Regions from separate parts of the Sus scrofa genome. Here region 1 is linked to region 2. Evidence: chromatin contacts called from public HiChIP or PLAC-seq data. All regions are on one chromosome and are shown on one strand. The core of a region is the stretch at or near the end of the contact, and the rest is flanking DNA. Distances in the headings are between cores, read along the strand shown. Region 1 overlaps DUSP10 (dual specificity protein phosphatase 10). Region 2 overlaps LOC100520091 (a long non-coding RNA gene).

Evidence for each region. HiChIP or PLAC-seq counts read pairs in DNA pulled down with a chosen protein or histone mark.
Region 1: a contact with region 2 is called in an H3K27ac HiChIP or PLAC-seq map of skeletal muscle. The contact joins two enhancer-like sites. A contact is called at or near these places in 2 of 47 Hi-C or Micro-C datasets (embryonic fibroblasts and skeletal muscle) and 1 of 2 datasets of contacts at active chromatin or transcription factors (skeletal muscle).

The regions. Positions count from the first base shown.
Region 1 is chr10:10,881,610-10,885,959 of Sscrofa11.1, forward strand. The region is part of intron 2 of DUSP10 (dual specificity protein phosphatase 10); the gene reads right to left. Among named protein-coding and RNA genes, the nearest start is that of DUSP10, 22 kb to the right of the region's middle. Within about 2 kb of position 2,637, at least 9 of the 83 cell types and tissues checked have an H3K27ac peak or open chromatin away from gene starts, as enhancers often do. A contact at or near this core is called in skeletal muscle, where this site is marked.
Region 2 is chr10:11,002,695-11,006,926 of Sscrofa11.1, forward strand. All of the region lies in intron 3 of LOC100520091 (a long non-coding RNA gene), which reads right to left. Among named protein-coding and RNA genes, the nearest start is that of DUSP10, 99 kb to the left of the region's middle. Within about 2 kb of position 2,102, at least 5 of the 83 cell types and tissues checked have an H3K27ac peak or open chromatin away from gene starts, as enhancers often do. A contact at or near this core is called in skeletal muscle, where this site is marked.

The DNA.
Region 1 (4,350 bases), core at 1,387-3,886, 120 kb before region 2:
CCTGTTGTGGCTCAGCGGGTTAAGACCCCAACTAGTAGCCATAAGGATGCCAGTTTGATCCCTGGCCCCACTCAGTGGGTTAAGGATCCAGTGTTGCCACAAGCTGTGGCTCGGATCCCGCACTGTTGTGGTGGCGGCCACAGCGCAACTGGACCCTAGCCTGGGAACTTCTATATGCTGCAGACGTAGCCATGAAAAAAAAAATAAATAAAAAATAATAGCTTTTTATCTGAGAGTAAGCCTCCCAGACCTTCAGAGACTTGAGTGATAGGCTGAAAATGCCCCTTTCTTCTCCCTCCACCCCCGTCAGGGTCCACTGGGAGGAGATGGATGGTAAACATATAAACACACAAATAAAAAGGTAATGATTAATGACGATAAAGGCCGTGAGATGCCCTTCGGTGCCTGGGTGCCATGAGGGGGGACTGATTCGATTGGGGTTCGGAGAAAAAAAGCTCTCTGGGCATGGGAGGGAGGGAGGTTTGGAGAAGTGGTGGAAGAGGGGGCCCCCGAGGACAGGCGAGGCAGAAAGAGCCACAGCAGGGCAAAGTGGGGACACCACTGAGATTGGGATGGCTCAAAGGGACAGTGACAGTGCGGAGGCAGAATGAGCGGAAGACGGGGCCCAGAGGAGGAAAGGAAACTGCAGAGGGTCTCTTAGGCCATTTAGCAGCTGGGTTTTACTCTAAATTCAGTGGGACGCTCCTGCATGGGCAGGAGCCTATAACACTTGATCGATATGAGTTTGAAAAGCATAAGGAGAGGAGTTCCTATCGTGACTCAGCAGTAATGAAGCATACTAGTATCCATGAGGATGCGGGTTTGATCCCTGGCCTCGCTCACTGGGTTAATGATCCTGCCTTGCTGCAAGCTGTGGTTTACGTCACAGACGTGGCTCAGATCGGGTGTTGCTGTGGCTGTGCTATAGGCTGGCAGTTGCAGCTCTGATTGGACCCCTAGCATTGGAACTTCCATATGCTGCAGGTGTGGCCCTAAAAAGACAAAAAAATAATAAAATAAAATAAGGAGAGAACGAGAGAGCCAGAAAAAAGTTACTTTATCAGAGGGTGTGATTTACCTATATTCCCCAACCTGGATGAAATTCATACCCTTTCTTGTGCAGAATTCATGTTTTGCACCTGCTATGGGACTGAATTCACATGCTGAAACCCTAACCCCTAAGGTATTTGGGGATGGGGGCCTTTGGAAGATGATTAGGTTTAATGAGGTCAGCAGGGTGGGGTCCTCACACTGAGGGTTAGTGCCCTCATAGGATGAGACACGGGAGAGCTTGGTCTCTCTCTCCCCGTCTCCTACTAAGCAAGAAGGTGGCCATCTGCAAGCCTGGAAGAGCACACCAGAACCTGTGCACCCAGCACGGTGACCTTGGACTTCCAGCCTCCAGAACACTGCGAAAATAAATGTTTGCTCTTGAAGCCACCCAGATCATGGTGGTTTGTTACAGCAGCCCCAACATACAAACAGGGAACCACTTTTAATACCCAGGCTAGCTTACTTGGTAGAAATACAAATTATAATTCTTACATTTGAAGAACCACACCAAACCTGTGGACTGCCTGAGAATCTGACCCTTGGGAGCCAACCCAACCTGATACCATGTCTGAAAGTCAAGCCAGAAATGGACCCGAGGTCAAGATGTGTTGGTGCCTAAAGGATGGGCATGCTCATAAGGGGCAAGCCCACAGAATCTTCCCAAACCTTCGTTTCACGAGCCAGCTGCAAGCCCAGGAGCCCCCTTCGTCCCAAAGACACAGGCCTCTTCATCAGTTACACCCTCCCTGCAGCATCTCCCTGGGGGGAAGAACAGCTTAGCTAGAGAATGTCTGGGTTTGGGGGCAGCCACTCAATACCATGTTAGGGTTGCAGCTCCTGTCTTCACCAAAAAGCTCAATACCAGGCAATCCATCAAGGAGGATTAAGGGAGGGGAGAAGAATCCATGAGATCATACTGGAAGGCTGGAGAGGGGAGCCTTTACCAGGAGAGTGCCATAAAACATGAAGCCATATGCCCCCCAAGGGCTCAAGCCAAGCTCTGCATGACTGTTTAATTCCGTGAAGAGAGGGAGAACATTCTTTGCTTTGCGGTGCCGGAGTTTAAATAGTGAAGCATTTTGCTAAACCAACAAACAGAGGAAAGCCAGGAAAGCCAGTCACTAAACAGGCCCCCTGAACAAAAGGAACACTCTTGCCTAATCATCCACCTCCCCCAAGGACCGACATTTATCTTAGACCCCAAATTAAACACATCACAACTTCACAGCAAAAGTATGTTTCCCAAGGGGATTTAAGTAGAGTCCAATTAAATAAATCTCTAGAAATATCAAGAGCAAGCCTCAAGAGAGAGCATATTTCTACCGTGAAACATTCCCATTGGAAATTACGTGCACAGAGGTCATCTGGAAACATCCATGGCAGGAGGAGGGGAGGGAGGGCAGGAAGCAGGGCAGGGTTATGGAAGGGTAGCCCAGATGGTCCCTGTACTGCACTGGCGCAGGGAAGCTCCCAGCAAAAACGGCATGTGCCTCCCGCCCACTGTGAATGAAAGCCCCATGTCCAAACAAACAGCTTTCATGACGATGTGTTTTAGTATCATCTGGAGGTCAAAGGGCGGTAGCTTAGGGAATTCAGGAAGTGGCAGGGGACAGGATCAAGTGTCAACATCAAAATGTGGATTGTTTTCCTGAATCAGAGTTTTCTGTTCACAAAAGGCACAGCAACACCTCCTCAAGTCACCGAGCGGAATTCTGTATTTGGCAAGAACATTCAGCAAGTCTGAGCATCAAGACTACACGGCCAGAAAGAGCAGGCGTGAACACTGCCCCACATAGAGATTTACCTGTCCAGCCCAGCCCCACGGTCAGACCCTCGAGGGATGGCTGAGATTGGAAAGGCCAGCCTGAAGCCAGGGGAGGCCTCTGCGCGCTGACAGATACACGTTTGTATCAAGTGAAAAGCGATCAAGCGATCGTGTCCCCAGAAATGTACCACCTTCTGGGATGAAGGGGAAGAAAAATCCACCAAGAGGCCAGTCGGGCTTGGAGTAGGTAGGCTTGGATCATAGCTTGTCAATGTGGACTTGAGGCTAAGTGGCAGGCCAGCCAAGCAACGGGTCAGTTCAACCTGGGACATGCGGAACGGGAGAGGTGACCTGGGATGAACCCCACGTCTGGCACAGTCAGATCTCCCAGCCACATCCCCTGGAAGCTATGCCTAACGTTGCTCAGGGGGCTGGAAGTCCTGACAGCAAGGACTCTGGGGACATAGCCCTACGGCCTGCACCGAGGTCCTACTGGGGACTGGTTTTGTGACCTCTCTTGCCACTTCTAGAAAATCAGGGGTTTGGATCTTCTGTGAATTTCTCCAGCTCCAGCAGGATGTGAATAAATTGTATATTGATGGACAGTGGAGAAGAAGAGCCCCTGTCCTAGGCCATGAGAGGCCAGGACCTGCCTCCCACCTCAGGGCCTTTGCACATGCTGTTCCCTTTTCGTGCAACCCCCTTCCCTACATCTTCACTAGGTGATTCAGACCTCAGCTCAAACAGGGTCCTCTCAGGAGGCTCTTCCGCAGTGTCCAAGGATAGCGACCCTGCTACTGCTCTTTAATTAATAGTGTGAAATTTTAGTTTCACGATCACTTATCAAAAACCACTTGTTACCTCCTTCATTTGTTTAGTGTTATTGTTAACATATGGACCCCAAGAAAGCCAGGCGATTCTCCGTCTTGGAGGAAGCGCAGCATCACTGCCCTGGGGCTCGGCTGGCCTCCGCCCCTTCCAGCCCGCTGATCTCGGCCACGTCCTCGCCTCCTGCACCCTAGCTTCCTCATGTGCAAAATAGGGCCAATAGCAGTACCAAGAGGCGCCCAGAGTCACTGCCAGGACTTAATAAGTTATGAACAGAACAGTTATGAACAGAAATGATAAGTAGTCACCACTCAGCACCTAGAGCTAGGCCTGGCTCGTACAGCAGGCACTCGATAAATGTTTCAAGGTTAAATCAACTTGGGAAGGACGTGACAAAGGGCCACCAGTCAGGTGTAAAGTATGTATTGTGTGTCGCTCAGCATAAGCCTAGGAATTTGGAAGTGTTAAAAAAATTGTTTAAATATATATAGTCTCTGAAGATAAATCTAATGGGAGAGGAGTTCCTGTTGTGGCTCAGCAGTAAGGAACCTGACGAGTATCTACAAGGATGCAGGTTCGAGCCCTGGCCTCACTCCGTGCGTTCAGGATGCAGCATTGCCACGAGCTGCAGCATAGTTTGCAGATGCAGCTCTGATCTGGTGTTGCTGTGGCTGCAGTAAACGTGGGCAGCTGCAGCTCTGATT
Region 2 (4,232 bases), core at 852-3,351:
CGTTGTGGTTTTCTTCTTAAATACTCAATTTTTTTTCCAGCTTTCATTTATTTTTTGTATGTCTGAAAGGGAAGGCCTATACTGATATTTTTTCCCCTCAAAATTCTAACGGTTTTTGTACCACTGTACAAACAGTACGGATAAGCCCACGTTTCTCCATTGCACCTCGATGCCTGTTTTACCGTGTTTGGGAATCTCATGTATACAAATGAGTCTTCTGAGAGAAAGGTAATTTTTCTTCCTTTCAAACCACACAGCATCATGTATTTTGTCTTCCTTATATTTTTCTAAAAATGTGTCTGTGCTCTCGGTAAGACTGTGACCTTTCCAAGGGTATGGGGAATATGTGTGTGCCTCTGCCTAACCTTCTCTCCCATCTTCAGCCCTTCACTCACAATACACTGTTTGAGCTGGATTCTGAGATCACATACCAGAGACACACGCAAGGACAGAGGCAGGAAAAGGTAGATGCAGTAAAAATACTTTAGATGAAAGCAGAGTCAAGGCTGCTGGTCAGCACCCTTGACAGCTGTTCCACAGGACAGGGTAGAAGGCTGTGACGCCAGCTTCTATAAAGGGACGCCCTCACTAGGTAGTCCTGAATGGGGGCCCGTAGACCCTAAGCCCCGTGCCCTTCCCAGCCCTCCCCCCCACCCCACTTGTCTGGATCCCCCGACCTGAGCTTTCCCATCTGAATGAGAAGGACAGATCCATTTAGGACACCAGGCAGGAGGAAGCTCAGAGCCAGGCAGATGCCCTCATCAGCACAGCAATCACTCTTTCCCACCCTCTGTGTAACTAGGCTGCGGATCATTCCAGAACTCATCGATGTTCATTTTGAGCAGTAGAGGTGCAACGACAAACTGCCGTCCCAACCTTGGGATGACATCAGGTCTCTCACTCCTTGTGCCTTGTCCATGAACCAGTAGTCGTTGATTCCTTTGCTAGGGTCCTTTCTGTCCATAAATTTACATGCCTAGGTCATGTGTTATCTCAGGATGGACATATGTCACCCTTTCTAGCAAGAGGCATCTGAGCTATTAATAGTAGAACCAAATTCCTTCAGCCTTTGTAAACTCTGGGAGAAGATGCAATTGCATAACCTCGAGTCCCCTTATAAGAAGCCTGCTTGATGTCCCAAGTCCCAGAAAGGATAATCCCCACCAGGGCAGCTCAGGTGTCACTCTGCTCTTTCTCGGTTTCAGAAGGGATGACTGCAAATTGATGTCCTGCTCACTAAGGTCACTTAGAGTGAGCGTGAGGCCAAGAAGTGTAACCCTTCCTTGACCCCACTCCTTTGCCCTTGGAGGATGGGTAGTTATTGAATTGTCTTGAAAATACTACATCAGTCCACTGGAATTCGAAGAAAGCACGGTGGTTTAGAAGAATTAGTCCAGTGGGTCTGTGTTTGAATCCAGACTCTACTATATTGGGATACATGACTGAGTCTGGTTATCTAACCTCTCTGAGCCCGGGTCTCTGCATCCATTAAGCAGAATAACAACCATCTCATAGAGGTGTTGTTCAGACAAGTCCTATGTTTGCAGTGCCTGGCCCAGAGTAAGCTCTCAATACGACATGGCTATAATTAGGAGTGGAGTAAGCAGGGTTTATTTAGAGGTTCTTGGATGGTATGGGCAGAGATCAGTGAGGATGAGGATCGAGTTCTTCCCTGTGTGTTCTCTGGGGCACGGCCAGGGTGAGGACAGAGCTGCATATGGGCCATTAGATTGCTCCAGTGGTGGCACCTTCCTGGTAGTAGGAAGAGTTGGTACCGCAGTGGATGGTGAGAATTGTAGGCAACTGCTGTGCTGGAGAGCTGGGGCCTGGCCAGGTTTATGGGGCTCTTCCTGCACACCCCGCCTTGGTCAAAGTCCACCTCTTGCATATTCTTCCCTACAGGTGCAATACTGGTGGTGGACGCTGCTTGCAGTGTGACGGTAAGGTGCAAGCACACATGGTCCCATGTACTAGTGCCACCTGCTGTGGTGTTTCCCAGAGAAAAGAAGGGGGCAGCTCATGTCTGGGCACCTTGAGCCCTGGCTCCCCCTCCCTCCACCTGGAAAGAAGTGAAGAGCCATGTTTGGCCACTTGGCCTTACCTTTATTAATAGAAGCCTTGGTAACATCATCTGGGAGAAAAATAAAAGCCCTGGCAGAAGTGGGTATGTATTTTCAGATGACAGTTTATATTTAGACACTGGATTACGCCCCTTAGGAGACACGAAAGAAGAGGAAGCGAGACTGGGGCTGAGCATCTGGCCCGGACAAATGTCATCACTCAAAGAGATGGCGTTCAGCGCACGTGCACAGCAGAGTGGAGAAAAGTGGAAGACCCAGAGCTCGCCCGCCTCCGGCCCTCCGCACTGCCCGCGGTGCTGGGGGCACAGTCCCCAACATTAGGGCTGGACCAGCTGGGAGGGGGAGCCTGGCCACGGGGCACATTCATGGGCCAAAAACGTCCCTACTGGGCCAAGGAGTGACACGGACAAGGTGAAGTGAATGGATGGACACAGGGGCGTGAGGCCGAGCACGCCTCACCTCTGAGGTACACGTTGCCGTTTTGCTCCGAGGCCCTCTAAGGCCTCACGTCATCGTTTGAGGCAGAACTGGAGGCGGATGTGTTAACTTGGCACGCAGTTATCACCTGTCTGTGGAGGTGGTACAATCTGTTCTCGGATAATTTTTAAGTTAAAATTTTATTGTTGCTTCCTCTGAAGTCCATTAAGCACCATAAACACAAAAATGCTCCCCCCCCTTTTCTTCAGCTGCCTTCCTTGTGTTATCTCATTTTGTGCTCATAAGATCCATGTAAAAGTCGTTGAATAGCCCCAGACTTGTGAATATAAATGCTATTAATAGAATCATTGTAGACTTTTTTTTTTTAAATCCAGAGAAATGGTACTAAACATATTTTGAAAAACAGGAGTTCCCGTCCTGATGCAGCGGAAATGAATCCAACTAGGAACCATGAGGCTGTGGGTTCAATCCCTGGCCTTGCTGGGTGGGTTAAGGATCCGGTGTTGCTGTGAGCCGTGGTGTAGGCTGTAGATGCAGCTCGGATCTGGTATTGCTGTGGCTGTGGTATAGGCCGGCGGCTACAGCTCTGATTAGACCCCTAGCCTGGGAACCTCCCTATGCTGGGGGTGCGGCCCTGAAAAGACAAAAGACAAAAAAATAAATAAATCCACCCAGAGAAAACTACTTAATATTTTAGTGAACCTATTTCCATCATATTTCCATTCCTATTTTAAGTTGTTGAGCTGCTCTACATAAAATGCTGTGCCGTATTTTTTCAGCTAATCGTATACCATAAGTATTTACGATGCAAAAAAGTGGCTCAAATAGAAATAAGCTGGTAAGGGTTAGCTAGAGGCTGCCGTAAGCAGCTGAGAATGGTCCGAGTCAAGCTCATTTGTGCATTTTGGCATCACAGAGGCTCTTCCAAACACAGCAGGGGTGAAAAGATTAGTGCATCTGCTGGAAATTTGGGGTCAGTCATAAGCATGTAGTTAGGGAAAGTCATGTGAGGTTCAGCTTTACGCTCTGGAATCATGTCACCGTTTAAAGATGACATCAGGGCGTTCTGGGCTTATGCGCTCCTAACGACTTCCAGACCGAGTGCATTCCATGAATGGTCGGGAGGATGAAGCCTCTGGATGCTGCGGCCTGCAAAGCCCACCTGGGGCTGACTCACCCAGCTGGACTGCCTTTTTGCAGACATCGTGGTTCATCACAATATGGATATTATAACTGCAAAGGCCATAGATAGATACAGACAGACAGACAGACATAGATTCATAGATGGCGACATAGATACATAGAGACACCTGTCTATATCCATCTATCTCTATATCCGTATCTATCACTTTTCTGTATCATCTATCTATCTATCAGTCTATTTTTCTATCTAAGGGTTTCAGGGTAAGATGTTACAGCAACAAAATATCACCCCTGAGATCATCCTTGAGGGGACTTAGAGGAAAATTTTCATACACATATAACTGCATTCCCTGAGCTGAGAGCCTGTCCCTGTTGACCCAGGGCTCCTTCTCCTGCTGAACCATGGCTCATCACGGGGGCAGGTCCCGATCAGCCAGGCTGGCAGAGTATCAGCAGAAGCTGACTAGCATACCCAGAGCATTGGTCTCATCAGAATTCCAGGAGGCACCTCATTCTTGCTATAGGCAACTTAAAATCTGAGAATCATGAGAGATAATCATCAGACAAGAT